2 separate regions of the Mus musculus genome follow, and region 2 is linked to region 1. A link is a contact called in public promoter capture Hi-C data. All regions are on one chromosome and are shown on one strand. Each heading gives the region's core, a stretch centred on a gene start, on an enhancer-like site or on the middle of the called end of the contact. The rest is flanking DNA. Distances are from core to core; before and after follow the strand shown. Region 1 holds the start of Kitl (kit ligand). Region 2 holds the start of Alx1 (ALX homeobox 1).

What was found. Promoter capture Hi-C pulls out the DNA fragments that hold promoters and counts their contacts.
Region 2: a promoter capture Hi-C map of cranial neural crest shows a contact between it and region 1. The contact joins the promoter of Alx1 here to the promoter of Kitl in region 1. A contact is called at or near these places in 2 of 39 promoter capture datasets (cranial neural crest and hippocampal neurons).

What each region holds. Positions count from the first base shown.
Region 1 is chr10:100,011,416-100,018,873 of GRCm38.p6, reverse strand. Kitl (kit ligand) reads right to left here and starts at 3,053. Exons shown (of 10, transcript NM_013598.3): 1 at 2,839-3,053. The coding sequence starts at 2,853.
Region 2 is chr10:103,025,427-103,032,884 of GRCm38.p6, reverse strand. It overlaps Alx1 (ALX homeobox 1), which reads left to right and starts at 4,108. Exons shown (of 4, transcript NM_172553.4): 1 at 4,108-4,504; 2 at 7,446-7,458. The coding sequence starts at 4,279. It overlaps Gm34298, which reads right to left and starts at 3,900. Exons shown (of 4, transcript XM_006514426.1): 1 at 3,829-3,900; 2 at 3,547-3,684; 3 at 3,022-3,151; 4 at 354-2,776. The coding sequence starts at 3,900. The coding sequence ends at 2,310.

The sequences.
Region 1 (7,458 bases), core at 1,804-4,303:
ACACAAAGAGAAATCTCAAAAATACAAAACGCATTCGGCATCACAAACTTAAGACATACATTGTTGCCCCCCCCCCCCCCCCCCCCCGTTGCTCCTTGGGACTTGTGTGCTTATTTCCCAAATACTGAAGTCCATCCCTGGTGCTAAAGTAAATCAAAGAGTCATCCATCAAGCCCCAAGTGGCTGCTGATGGAATTTTCACACTTACTTAGCTTGACTGAAGGCTCAAAATGTCCCGGTGTCCCCATTATTCTTTCAAAGCTATCAAATTTAAATTAAAATCCCTTAAAATATTAACATTTCATTATTTTGTATTTACTGGGTAATGAAAAGCATATTGAACGGGGGTGGGGGTTATAAGGGAAGTTGGTATTGATCCCATATTTACAGTAGACTATTTTGTAACAATAGATTCTCCTCTCAGGCAGAGATAACATCAGATTTTAAAAGCAAAGAAGTCTGGATCTTGCTTGTGTCCAGTTCCCTTACACTATTCTCTCTCTACACATTCAGAGTGGCCCAGAAATTTTCTTTGCATCTCTTGGATTAGGAGATTTGACCATAGGAAAGAGAATGTAACCCCCTCCCTCACTGCAATGGGTTATTTTATTGATTTTTTTGAGCTCTTTCCAGTGTCTTCTTTTTCAGGGACAAGAATGTGAATTTCTAGAAGTAGCCTTAAAGGAAACCTTGAAGGTCATTAGATTCCACACAATGAATGCCTCCATTCAATAAGAGCACTGCCCTCTTTTTGCCTACAAACCCTTTATCAGCAGCATGCCCCCCCCCAAAGGGCCTGCACTTTAACTTGGTCCAAACAGGTCACATTTCTAAAATACTTAACTGTCTCAAATATCTCTGGTCGGCAGCACTGAGTCACTACTGCTGCCACCTCCACAGTGTTTCGGGCTAGATCGACCTCTTTCTAGTTTTCAATGGAATTATTCCATGTAATCCTATTTACACAGCCATTTAATCAAAGCGGGAAAAGAGATTACAGGGCTCGCGCTCGTTTTGCAAAGAGGGCGCAGGGATCATCAATCCTACTGACTCTCAACTGCTCTCTGCTTTGGCGTGTTGGACATTAACCTTGTCCGTCTCCTGTTTTCTTGTTTAAATAAGAAGACTTGGTTGGACTCTCTTCCTGTACCAGAGGCTGCTGCACTCAGAGCCGCCACCATTATTCATGTGAGCGGATGCTACTTTTAAAAAAAGGAATAGGTACCCCACCCTTGTTTATTATTCCACCAAGCAGAAGGCATGTACACACCAAGCAATCACGGCGAAACTTTTCTTTGTTGCAGAAACCCTTAACATCCTCATTTCAAGAGCAGGGATTTGAGGTGTGATGCTTTGGGGTAAAACTAACCTGCACGCAGGGCCAGATACCTGCCTTCCCTTTCTCCTGAGCCTGACTCAGGGCAGCTGCTCTAAGCAGAACACCTCCAGGATGCCAGGCCATGCTCCCTCCCCCTATCTGTTTCCAAGCCAGGAAAAGGTGCTTTATTCTTGCTGTTTCCTCATGGGTCGGTATCCCAGCCTAGATAGCTATTTAAAATAAGACGTCCTATGAGTAATTTAATAAATTACCTCCAACACACTGATGCCTTCATCAATGCTGAAAATGAGCACAAAACCTCCCATCCCATCCCCTTCCATACATTTCAGAAATTTACATCACCTATAGAATGGAGGGAGCAGGGCACCTGAAAGAACAGCTTTACCCAACCTGCTGCAGACAGAACACTTCAGAAAGGAAGAACCATGAAGAGGTAGCAACCGCGAGGGTAGAGGGTAGAAAGAACTATAGAGGAGAAAGAATTACTACAGTGGCTCTTTCCACACATACACCCTCCCCCGTCAACGAAGAAAAGACATAATTGTACCCCCGGGCTATGTTTTATGCATAAAGCGCAATTTAGAGACCCTGGGCATTATCTCAATAACTATCTTTAGGAGGTGCACATTAAAAAAAAAAGGAGAAGTAGGAAGAAGAAGAGGGAGGAGGAGGAGGAGGAGGAGGAGTAGAAGAAGAAGAAGAAGAAGAAGAAGAAGAAGAAGAAGAAGAAGAAGAAGAAGAAGAAGAAGAAGAAGAAGAAGAAGAAGAAGAAGAAGAAGAAGAAGAAAAGAACTTTTGCTGTTCTGTAATGGGAGAGGTTGTCTTGTCATGCAGTGTGGAAGTACTACTACTCCATCTAGAGCTTTCTGGAGGGCCCACCCAGAGCTGTGAACCCGGCCGACACCGCAGGCTGCCAAGTTTTCCCCGCCTGCCGGGCAGGTTCTGCACCCCGCCTGGCGCTGCCGCCTAGGAGCTCTGGGTTGGCTTCGCTCCAGCGGCTGAGCCCGCGTCCGCACCGCGTCCCGCGCCCACCTGGGGACTGCACAGATAAATCTGCCTGCGAGAGCGAGCGAGGGTGGCGCGTGGGAAGCTGTTTCATAATCTCCCCGAATCCACGGGGAAAGACCTCCGGTCCAAAAAAATTAAAAAATTAAATAAGAAACCCAAGCCTTCCCGGTGATAACTCCAACACCCAGGCGGAGGAAGCGTAGCCTGCATCGGCGGTTTGCCACTGACAGCTTCAAACTTCGCAGCTGCGGCTGCAAACTTGCCACAGGCTCACTCTCAGCCCTGGCTCTCCCCAGCTCCCGGGCTCACCCCTGGGGCGGCGGCTCGGGCTCTCACACCACGCCTGTCTCTCCCACACCCTCCTGGCTCACCGGGAGGGCGCAGCCCCACATGGCCTGGTTGCCGGTCCCAGAGCGCGCCGGGCTCCCCGGGGCTCCCGGAGCGATTTTCTTGGAAAGCTTCCGAGCTCCTCCCGGGCGTGCCCTACTCACTTGTGTCTTCTTCATAAGGAAAGGCAGCGCTGCGATCCAGCCCAGGCAGCGGTGTGGCGACTCCGTTTAGCTGTTCTGGAGCTCCAGCATATTGCACCAGCAGCGGCTGCAGATAGTCCCAGCATTGGGTAGCTCGAACGCAGCGCCCCGTCCTTGGCCGTTGCTTTCCCGCGGCACTCTCGGTCCCGGTGACAGACAGCAAATGAAGCCCCGGCTGCTGCGCCGCCAGCGCTTTTTATACAGCTCCCTCCCGCCCGCCCGCCAGCTCCGGACACGCCTCCTTCCCTTCCGGAGCCTCGGGGAGGAGAGCCGCGCACCGAGTCCAGGCTGGGAGACCCGGGAGCGCGCTGAAGGGCGGGGATCTTCCCAGAGGTTGGACCGATCGAGCCTGGTGCGTCCCCTGTCTGGGTACTGGCCAGAGTCCCTGAGGCACCGGGAGTCTCGGATGCCGCTGAGCAACCTGCAGTAGCTGCCCTGTGCCCGGCTCCCCAGTCCGCAGCAAGCTCACCAGCACTGTCCGGGTACCCTCGTTGCACCGCGCACAGTGGAGAGGGTCCTGGCTCAGGAGCCGCGTGGTCGGATAGACTTCACTTGGTTCTTTTCCCCTACCTCGCCTCAGGGAAATAGAACCAACAACCAAAAAAGTTTAATTACAATCCCATTGTCTTAGCTAGTTTTTCTCTTCTCTTCTTTTCTCTTTTCTTTTCTTTTCCTTTCTGTTCCGTTCCTTTCTCTTCTTTCTTTCCTTCCTTCTTCCTTCCTCCCTTTCCTTTTTCCTTTTGTTTCTCCTCAGTTACTTTAGTGAGAAAACAAGTGACTCAGGATTAAATGGTACTAAAGGAGATGCTGTTTTCAACAGTTTACTACAGAGCCTTTGGAAAACAAAATTGAAAGAAAAAGATAGCTTACTAACTGCGGGTTGTTCTCACAGAAAGGGTTTTGAAAGGTCCACTTTCAGATTAGGAAAGTTTGTAAAAATCAGAAAGCGAACAATGGCCATAGTAACACATCTCATAACATTATGTGATGGATCTTTTATTACGTAGTAGGTGTTGTGCAAGAACTATTCATAAATTATCTCTTTTGCCCATAGGCCTAGTGTGTGCCTGGTGAGTGAGTGAGTATGTGTGTGTGTGTGCGCGCGCGTGCATGTGTGTGTGTGTGTGTGTGTGTGTGTGTGTGTGTTTTCCATGTTATAGATTAAGAAATAGCCTCAAGAGGTTAATTCCCCCCCCCAAAAAAACCCCGAGAGTTGTGATTCAAATCCAGAACCTTGGACATACTGCCCTAAAAAAAAAATAATATGCCAAATAAGAATGTTCTTTTTCTCGAAGCCCTTCAATATTTTTAAAGGTAATTGAGGAAAACGAAAAGGCATTTTGTTATTTTTATAAGGAAAATATTAGCCTCAAATCCCCATCAGTAATTTTTTGGAACAAGTATGCTGTCCAGTCATTCTTATAAGAGAGGAGTATTCCAAATTTGGTTTGAGAAGCTCACTTGCCATTGTTAAAAAACAAACAAAACAAAAAGTTAATATGCCAAACTCCCTTTGCTAGTTGCCTACTTGTGCTGCGAGAATTTAACTCAGAATAAATGTTGTAAATGGTCACATGTTCATCTTACTGTTGAGGGTCAAAAGTCCAAAATGGCTATTGTTGAGGGAAAACCAGCTGTTGCCAAGACTGCATTCCTCTCCGCAGGCTGAGTGAGAGAATTCATTTCCTTGCCTTTCCCAGCTTTGAAGGCTGCCCAGGTTCCTACACTCACAGCCACCTTTATCTTCAAAGCCAGCAATGTTGAACTAAGTCTCCTATCAGACCAATCTTACCTACTGGTCTGCCTCCCTGTGCCACTTCTAAGGGATTGGGAAATTGCATTGGTTTACCTGATGATTGGTGATCCAGAAAAAAATATGTCCCACTTTAAAGGCAATTGTTTATCAATCTGAATCCTGGATTCTTGACGGAAGTGCTAGGGAGCATATATAACAGATGCCAAGCACGAGGAAGGACATGGCTACTTTGGAGCTGATATCCTGTCTGCTGCACTCATCTGCAACTTTGTGGAGGGAAGTCTGTGCTGCGAGCTCCCAACTAGAACAGTAATTCCTTCAGTTACAAGATTATTACATTTTGGTGTGGGAGACCAGAAGAAAAGCTAAAAATATCATACCACTGATTTTTCCCCTCAACAAAAAAAACGGTGCAGCATACCATTTTGACCAGAAAAAGCAAGAAGGCTAAAATGGTACCAATTATAATCACATTGGAAACTCTTAAAGTAAGGGCTCCTGTCTGATACTGTTGCCCCTTCAGTGTACAACCCCTTCAGTGTGCCTTTGGTTTGTCAGACAGAATCAAATACCCATTGTATGTACAGAGGATTTTTATCCTACAGTTTGCCTTGAGATCTAATGAATTTTTAGGGAATTTGATTTTCCGTATGATTCACCTGTAGGCTGTAAGAACTTGTTTCTAAGATTCAAAGCCAGGCATTTATAACCACAAAAGCCCTGAGATGACATTATTAGGTTCATGGTTTACAGAATGCTGAGTTTGTTTATAATGTGAATATATGCTAAAAAGTATATTCAATAATAGAATAGATCAGCAGAATATAAGTGATTTCAAATAGACATTTAAATGTTTTCTGTATAAATCTCCTTATCAAAATTAATATAAAAAATAACTGGGCTATATAAAGAAAGGTAGGCTGTGCACATGTTTAACTTAAGAGATAGAGGCCGATGGATCTCTCTGAGTTCCAAACCAGCCAGAGCTAAATAGTAAGGTTGTGCTGAAGAAGGAAGAAGAAGAGGTGGAGGAGGAGGAAGAGAAAGAGAAAAAAGGAAAGAACAAGAAAAAGAAGAAGCAGGAAAGAATGGAGCAGGGATGAACATAAATACCTAGAATATTACAAAGAAATGCTTCATCTGAATACCTGGAACATAGCGAGTGTTTTCCTCTATTAACGTTACATTGTGAGGCCGGAGAGTTAGCTCAGTTACTGAAAGCATTTACTGTCTTACCAGAGGACCCAAGCTGCATTGTCAGAACTATTAGGTGGATGGACGTCACTCAGGACACTCAACATCCTCTTCTGAATCCTATGGCCACTGGCACACATGTACCAGACACACAGATACACACATATGCATGTGAATAAAAATAAATATTTTAGAAGGAGATCATCTTCATGTGAGCCAATGCAGTGAAAAACTGGGGACATGGATTAAATCTGCAGAACCCTTGGAAGAGTGGACAGAGCATCAACTCCACGGAGTCACCCTCTTTACTCTGTACGCAGACTTTGGCATGTGTGAAGCCCCACAGATATCATACACATACATGCATAATAGCAATAATGAAAGTCATAAAAATATTTTGAGGTCAAGTATTTACTTTTTTCAAGTGTTAATGACACATATTTAACAAATAAGAATTGCATGTGTATCATGTACATTATATATATGTATGTGTAAAATATATATAGAAATGTGTATATATGTGCATACACATACATATATATGTGTGTGTATACATATTATATATATGTATATGTATGTACATATTTATGTATGTACACATGTATATACACATATACATGTGTATATATGCATATATCTATGTACACATGTATGTATATATGTGTATATACACATATATTATATGTACATATATAGGTACTTACAAATATATGCATATATATGTATATACACATACATGTGTGTGCACACACGTATATATGTATTATATGCATGTATGTGTAAATATATATAGAAATGTGTATATATATGCATATGTGCATATGCACATATACAAATGCAAATACATATATGTACATATATGTACACATATACACATATACATAGGTAAATAAATATATGTCCATATGTGTACATACATACATGTATGTATATGTACATATATGTACATGCACACAAATACATATGTACATATGGGTGTTATGGCTGTATGTATGTCTATACACTATGTAGTACCCAAGGAGATAAGAAGAGGGTATCATATCCCAAGGAACTAGAGTTACAGAAGGTTGTGAGATGTCTTGTGGGTGCTGAGAATTGCGTCTGGTCATCTGGAAGATCAATCTGCACTCCTCGTCATTCAGCCATCTCTCCAGCCCTACAGAAAATCAAGCCACCTGGCATGGGTGCATTCTCTCGTATACTTACAGTTTGGGGACTGAGGTTATTTAAGATCTACGTTGTCTGCAATGCCCAAGTATACAACACATTATCCTGCCATAGTGTGGTAAATACTATCATTTTGGTGATCTAGTCAAGGGACTTGAAAGCGGAAGGAATGTAAGGAAGACATAAAAGGGATTGGGAAGGGCTGGTAGTAGCCACATGCAACAGATCAGCTCATCCAGAGCTGGGGACTGCTCAGAAGTCATGGACTTTACAGCTGGTCTTCTTCAGCAGACATAGGTCCGCATATCAGGCAGAGAATCAGGCTGGATGATATCCTAGCAGAAAAGGGGCACTGGGGTGTTTTCTCATGGAAGCAATGTGCTCCCTGTCAAACAGTTCAGAGTTTAAGAAGTAGCATGTTGGGGAGAAAGCTTTCCTACAGCTATCTAGTCGTCTATACTTCT
Region 2 (7,458 bases), core at 2,859-5,358, 3.0 Mb before region 1:
AAAAAAACTAGAAGGGTCCACATGTTATCCTTGCTATAGCTTTGATGTAAGTAGAAGTATCTTTCATGTCCAAAATTAAAATTACATTTGCATAGGGAAGAGAATCATTCAAAGCAGTTCTAATCTGTAAATCTCTCTCTCTTTCTGTCTCTCTCTGTCTCTCTGTCTCTCTCTGTCTCTCTGTCTGTCTGTCTCTCCCTCCCTCCCTCTCTCTCTCTCTCTCTCTCTCTCTCTCTCTCTCTTTCTAAGTGAAATGAGTCAAATTGCCCTTTCTGGTAAATCACCCACCTAAACTTCTAATTTGGTACTCCTGAAGAAGAGTGTAAAATAATAATTTCAATAGAATTTTCAAATAGCTTTAGCTCTTGATTTTATTTTGATATTCATTCCTTAAAGGGAAAGCAAGCAAAACTTCAAAAACACCCAAATCACATGTCTGTATGGGAGACTGCCAGCTGCAGGAACAATATTAGGTGTGACATGCGAAGGGAGCAATCTTCTCCACGAAATTCCCTCTCCGTGTTTGTAAGCAGAGGAATGCTTTAGCCGACCAGACAGATCTTAATCACCAGAGGAGCAAACAGCCAAGGCCTTAGCCCAAAGACTCCTCCTACCCCTCTCCAGATCTCTTGGTCCTCCACCCTGAAGTCCTCTGCAGGTGCTGAGACTCCTGCAAAGGCTATGAAACTCCCAGGGATCCCAGAGGGCTGGAATCCTGAGATGTCCGGCATGCTTTCAGGCTTAAAAAAAAAGAAATGTCCCTTAATCTCTGTGGATACACTACCCTCAAAATTCAAACGTGAAAAAAAAAAGCAGATAAGAAAAAGTTTTGACAGATTGGGTTAAGTAAAAAGAAGGAAGAGAATCCTGACTTTAGATCACAAGGTTTGTGAAGTGCAAAGTATGTGCAGAACTGTTAAGTGAAGTGGGAAGCTTGAAATAACAGGCTGGGGCTGAGAGGGAAAAAAAAAGCCACCTTACTTCATACTTAACTGGTTCTTCCCCCTTCCCAGTTGACCGCTTACTTTAGGTGGTTAAAAATCAGGAAGGGTTAGGATGGTGCAAAAACTAGAAGTAGCAGCTAATTTTAAAAACTGAGTGGGTGGCATGCTGGTTCTACATATATAGGAGAGCACTTATCCAAGTATTTCAGTCTATATTTGGTGTTATGTCCCAAAACATCAGGCCAGCGCAGCCCAGGTGCAGTGACCTCCCAGTCGATTCCACTTCTTTGTGATTTCCAGAAACCATTCAATTATTATTGCCTTAATTAGTATCCTAAATTTAATATTAATGCTCAACTGGCTAGGGCTGTGTCATTGCTATAAACTCTATCTCAACCCCTCAAAATTTATTTAATGCAACTCTTGGCAACCAAAGACCCAGCTTCTTGCCAAAACCTGCAGATTATGCATTCGTTATGGGAGTTTGCCATTAACTGTTGCCTCTGTTATGGGCTCATGTGGTTACATGTCACAAAACGCAAGGGGGTTCCGTGTAATAGATTTGAATTTTCAGGAGGTTTCCGGGATCTGAAGTGGGTGGGTGACACCTTGGACCCCACCCCTGAAACCACTTCGGTCAAAAGTGGGTTTGGGTAATGGGGTGGAAAAGGCTTCCGAAGCTGCAGTTGACCCGGACTACACAGAAGTTTCCCCCTAAATCGGACCTAGTCTATTGGTATACAAGTGCTGGAGAGCTTGTATCATATGTCTTTGATTTAAAAGACACCGAATGTTTTTCAGGGAATTTGGGGCTCCTAAAACGCATATTTATAAACAGACAGACAAAGCTCCATGACATAGCTACGTTTATAACTGAGAATTCTCTGCATAGTTCTTCATCAGTCATAGGAGCGCTTGCCGCTGTGAATATTTGAAAGACCCATCAAAGGTTGTTTGTTTCTTTCCTCTTTCTCGCGTTTATTAGGGCAAAGCAGACTTTCAGAATATTTAGAGGTAAGATAGATTTAAAAGGGAGATCCTGCAAACTGACCAAGCTAACAAGGAATGAGTGGCCAACTCAACTCAGTCTACCTTCCACCAGGAACAATCTGATAAAGGGTCAAGAAGAATACAGCTTCTCTCTTTGTAAGCAAACTTGATGCACACATTTCCTGGGTTTTTCCTCCCCACTTGCAGGCCACCCCAGAGAAGGTGGAGCAAGCAACGCCTCGCACTTCGGAGAATGCCCATCTTAGAGCCCTGACTCCCCTTCCGCTAGAGCCCAGGACAGTCCCTGCTTTTCTTTAACCTCCCCCCCCCCCCCCCCCGCACTCTTGGAAGTTCGTCAGTTCATTGTTGATGGTGCTATCTCAAGGCTCCGGAGAAAACAATTAAAAATATCATAGAACCCGTTAAAAGGCAAAACGGTGTCAATTGGTGGTAGCTCAGCAAAGGGTCCGTTCTTGGGGAGGAAATGTGGTGAACCGGGTGAACATGGCTGCTGCTCCTGACACTTTTTCTCAGGTCCTGTCGGATGGAATCTTCATTTTTCACTGGCAGCCCCGCCTTTGGGGCAGTGCTAAGCAACAGTTGTGCAGAACATTGTGCCTGGGATCTTTGCTCGCAAGCTGTGTCCAGGTCGGGCGTCAATGAGGGTCCCACCTGTGGATCGAGGACGAAGAAGAATGTGGAAATTTCCGAACCTTGGCGGACAGACACCCGACTGAAAAGGGCTAGGCCACCCGCAGCGGCGAGGTTACCCGAAGTGACTAAGGCTCTGCTGTAATTGCCAACGTAACCCGGAGAAAAGGGGCAGCCGCTGTGGAAGGCCTCTGTGGTGAGAGAGGAAGGTTATGTCAGGATCGGTGGGCAGAGACCTCCCTTGTCCATAATTTGTAGGGGAGTTTCACCAAATTTGCAAGCTTGGCTGATCTATTGCAAATGGCTTCTTGAGTGTGCCCAAGGCAAGGAACTCTTTTTTTTCCCTCCCCCGCCTCAGACGCCTCGGGCTCCTCAGAAGCTGAAGTGGGGCACAAGGCCAAGCAGAATGGTTTTCATCTCCAAAGCGCCGTTTTACCTTCGCTAGCATCCCGGTCAGCTGGACCAAGGAAGGGTTTTGGGTCCGCAACTGTGAGTCCAACCCCAGTCCGCGGAGCCACTAGCTTCTGCAACACTCTTTTCGAAGGCACCGCCCCAACTCTTGAAACCTGTATATAGTACAACTTTTGTTAAAACACTCTGACCGCATTCATCTCCCAACGCTGTTTTGCGTGATGAGTTCCTCTGACCTCCACTAAGAAAGGGGTTTCAGGGCCACTTGTCTCTATGAATTTTCAATAATAGTAATAATAATAACAACAACAACAACAATACATTTTGTCCTAATGATTCGTGTGGACCAAGAATGAGGTGGTTATTGTTTGGTATTGGTAAAATCAAATATTCAAAGACTCTCCCTCAACCTTCCATTCCGTTAGATGCCACTGCATCCTTACTCCGGTGCATCCGACAGCAAACGAGAAGGCCAGGGCCTTGTAAGGGAGAGCGCTGCGGCCGCCACGACGCCAGCCTTTTAGGTTAGAGGCAACCTCGGCCCCTTTACCTCCAGCAAGCCGGTTAACAGCCGCCGCTGTATCCGGCGTCTTGGGCTCAGATTAATGTGGATCTTCCATGTAAACGATTTACGGATGAAATAAAAGCTCTTTAGAGCAATACTTCCTTTCAAGTTCTTAAGATGCCTCTAAATCTTCTGGGAGTGAGTGGCTGGGGTGGGGGCGGGGTGTACAGCGGGTGTTGGGGGAGTGGGGGTGGGGGGTAGCGGGGGTGGGGGAGATGGCCCGGCAAGGCCTCTGGGAGTGGAGCGTTAACCGCTCTGCGTTCTCACCAGGCTCCTCGGCAATGCCAGTCCCACTGTCGAGGCGACTACGATTCTGGGTGTCCTTGTCTCTCCTGGCATTTGTCTGAAATGGAACTGTCTGTCTGAACTAGGCCGGGGACGCGCCCTACCCTGGGTAAGGAGGGAAGATGGGGGTGGGGTGGGGGAGGAGGGGGCCTGGGGTGGAGTTAGTCCTTGCCTATTTTCATATTCATTAGGACTGGGAGGTTGCCGGAGGAGCCCAGCTGAGTTTCAAGATATAAAAGCAACTTCGGGTGCCCCTTCTGCAGCCGGGACGTATTAAGAGTCTGGGAGCTGGGCAGCTCCTGGCGTCGCAGGTCTCGCTTCCCCTTTCCCTCCTCTCTGACCCTCCCTACTCCCGCCCACTGCTCCCTCCTCCCTCCGCGCCCTCCAGCCTCCGCACGCCCCGGAGAGCTCGCGGACAGCCTTTCCAGGATTATGGAGTTTCTGAGCGAGAAGTTTGCCCTGAAGAGCCCGCCAAGTAAAAACAGTGACTTTTACATGGGCACAGGAGGCGCGTTGGAGCACGTTATGGAGACGCTGGACAATGAGTCCTTTTACGGCAAAGCGACGGCTGGCAAATGCGTGCAGGCCTTCGGGCCGCTGCCGCGAGCGGAGCATCACGTGCGCCTGGACAGGACTTCGCCCTGTCAGGACAGCAGCGGTAAGTCACCAGCACCCCGGCTGACCTCCAGCCCCCAACCCCATCCTAATCCCTACTCCCTAGCGGCCTGACCAGGGCTCCAAACTGAGCCCCAGTCTCAGCCATCCTTCCCCGAAGTGAGGTACGGTGCGGGTCGAAGTAAAGAAATGTGGCAAGAGGAATCCAGATTGCTGGGGACCGGGCGCCGCGCACTCTGGGACTCCCGCAACCGGCCGGGGTCCAGAGCTAAATCCTGCCGGATTCTATTTCACTTTCGGATAGAGTTCACAACTGGACAAGAAGGATCTGACCAGGATCACAGTGTAGGTTAACAGGACTCCAAATAAGTCATAATTGAGTTAAAATACCGCACCACCGCTGTGAACCCTCCAGGATGCCGGGGCTCGGGGATGTGAAATCCATCACTAGATGTCATAGTGGTCAGGAAAACCAAAATCTTTGAGCTCTTTTATGTGTGCATGAGTGGGAAGCTACGAAACCGTTTTTAATGTCCTAGGAGTGACGACATTTTTATTGTATTTCTCTGTTGCTATATATATATTAGCTTGTGTGAACTTAAGTTTCTGCCGATTTTCTTTACTTCTTTATTGCGTTTGTGATGAGCAAACATACATTTTGGTAAAAAACCTAATCATTTTAGCTTTTGGGCAAAGCATTCCGGATAAAAACCACTCACTTGGGGATTCTGCATTGTCTGTTTTTCTTCTTCCACATAAAATGTCACCTAAGGAGCCTTTCGGAGTGTTTCTGGACAGAATCTTCAACTCTGAATGCCAGACTATCTCCAAGTCAAAATGTTATCAAAACAAACCATCTATCTTTTTCTATCTTGTAGCCCAGTGCAATCCCTATCATTTCACATCCCGACAGTTAAAACAGGTTTATGATTCTAAGAGGACTTTTCCTTATCATGGTGTATACGCCGCCCTTAAATGGCAAGGAAAGAAGCGGGGCGCTTTAAAACAACAAACGAATTAAGTGTGAAATATTTACAACAAGCCACCGCCCCCTATTTTAATGGAGGTTCAAAAATCTGGCAAGACCTTTTCACTTTCGGGAGCTGATTCGCACAACACTCTATACAGATTTTAAACGAATCTCACATTCTACTCGTTTTATTCAGTGCAGAGGGCGACTTTTGACTTGGCCGGTTAGAACAAAAAATGCACATAATAAATGCCCGTGTTTTTTTTTTAGTGGATTTCAATCGTTTATTTGGAAAGACTGGAACAACCAATATTACATACAAGAACTTTTTGGCTTCCTGGCTTCATTTCGGTGGTGTTAAGTGTTTTCGGCTCTCTTAGATGCGTGCCTGAAGTTATTTGAACTGACAGGATTTTTACAAATGGTTTTGTAGTGGCCTGCGTTAACTGCTAGAGAAACCCCACCGTGCTTTAAATTGTCGGGGAAAAGGAAAAGAGGAATGGTGATTGGTTTGGAGTGCTTCATTTACTTTTAAATGTTCATCACCCTGTTGGGAAGAATTTTTAACTGGAAAATATGGAATAAAATGAACAAGGATGGTTATCGGCTACGTTGAAGAAAAAGCGGTCTTTCTCCAGTCCTGCCCCCAGCGTCTTTGCGGCTTCCCCTCCCCCCTCTAATTGCCGCAGTTCCCGGGTTTTAACTCTTGTCTGCGAAGACAAAACCTTATTGTTGATCAGTCATAGCTGTCTTCATATTTATTTTTACAGCACATCCTCCTTTGCATAAAATCGATGTGCAATATATGTTATGTAGACAATAAAATTCAATGTATTCGTGGAACACATAAAAAGGTTCTTCAAACAGTTAAGAGGAATCCCCCTCCCCCCCACCACCCCCCACCCTCTTTTAAAGAAGCAAATAAGAATAGATGAGTCCTGGGAAATCACTCTTCTGGTTGGGTTAACTTTGTTTTTCTTACAAAACAACGACAACAACAACAACAACACAAGCCCAAACTGCACTATTTCCTTATGTTCGTTGTATCTGTCTGTAAATTTTTATGATGCAATATATGTTTCCTGTCATGCTGCAAGCTTGAACTCCGATCTCAAGTAAATTATTAAAATTGACATAACTCTTGACAGAATGCAAACTGTTGTTTTAAATTTTATCTTGTTTATTTTTGTATTTTTGTGCTTTTCATTTCTAAGCGTACCTAGAGTAAACAATATATATATATATATATATATATATATATATATATATATATATATATATATATTGTCCTAACTATGCACTAGTTAAACGGAAGTATAAAGTCTTCAAGGAATGGAAGTCGTTTTTAATGTAAAGAAATGTATTTAAATCTTATACTTTTCTAGTAAAAGGTACTTTCAGAACTTGATAAGGATTAAAAAAATAGTAGATCTCTTTCTGAAGAAAACTTAAATTCAGTCACGACTAACTCATTGAACTAGAATGTGTACAATGTAATGGATTCATACCTCATTGCAGTCTCTGCACAGCTTTGTTTTGTAAGATGTGGGTGGTACTGGGAGAGAGATACTATTTAAATTTGAAGTAAATTTTTTCTGAAGACCAGAAGGACTTTAATTTTGTCATATGTAAAAAGATGTATATGCTATAAGTTTTGTACATCCATATTTAAAAAGTCATGGCTGTTTAGATTTTTTTTAAGTCTGGAGCAAATTTTCCCTTGACTATTTTAATTTGATTATAAACTATATGCATAAACAGTACATTAGCCATATAAAATAGATCTGTGGACTTTGACAAGTCCTGAGTTCACGTACACGTTTAGAACTCTTTTTAAATCCGATCCACAGTGAATTAATAATGCATTGCACATCATGTGATGATAGAATTAATACTGGCAAAATAAATCATTAGCTGTTATTATTTTCTGATGCTCTAAATTATTTCACACTAATTGCTTCATCAAAGTATGTTTCACCACCCTGAGTATCGCTGTTTTCCTTCCCGAGTACAGTGAACTATGGAAT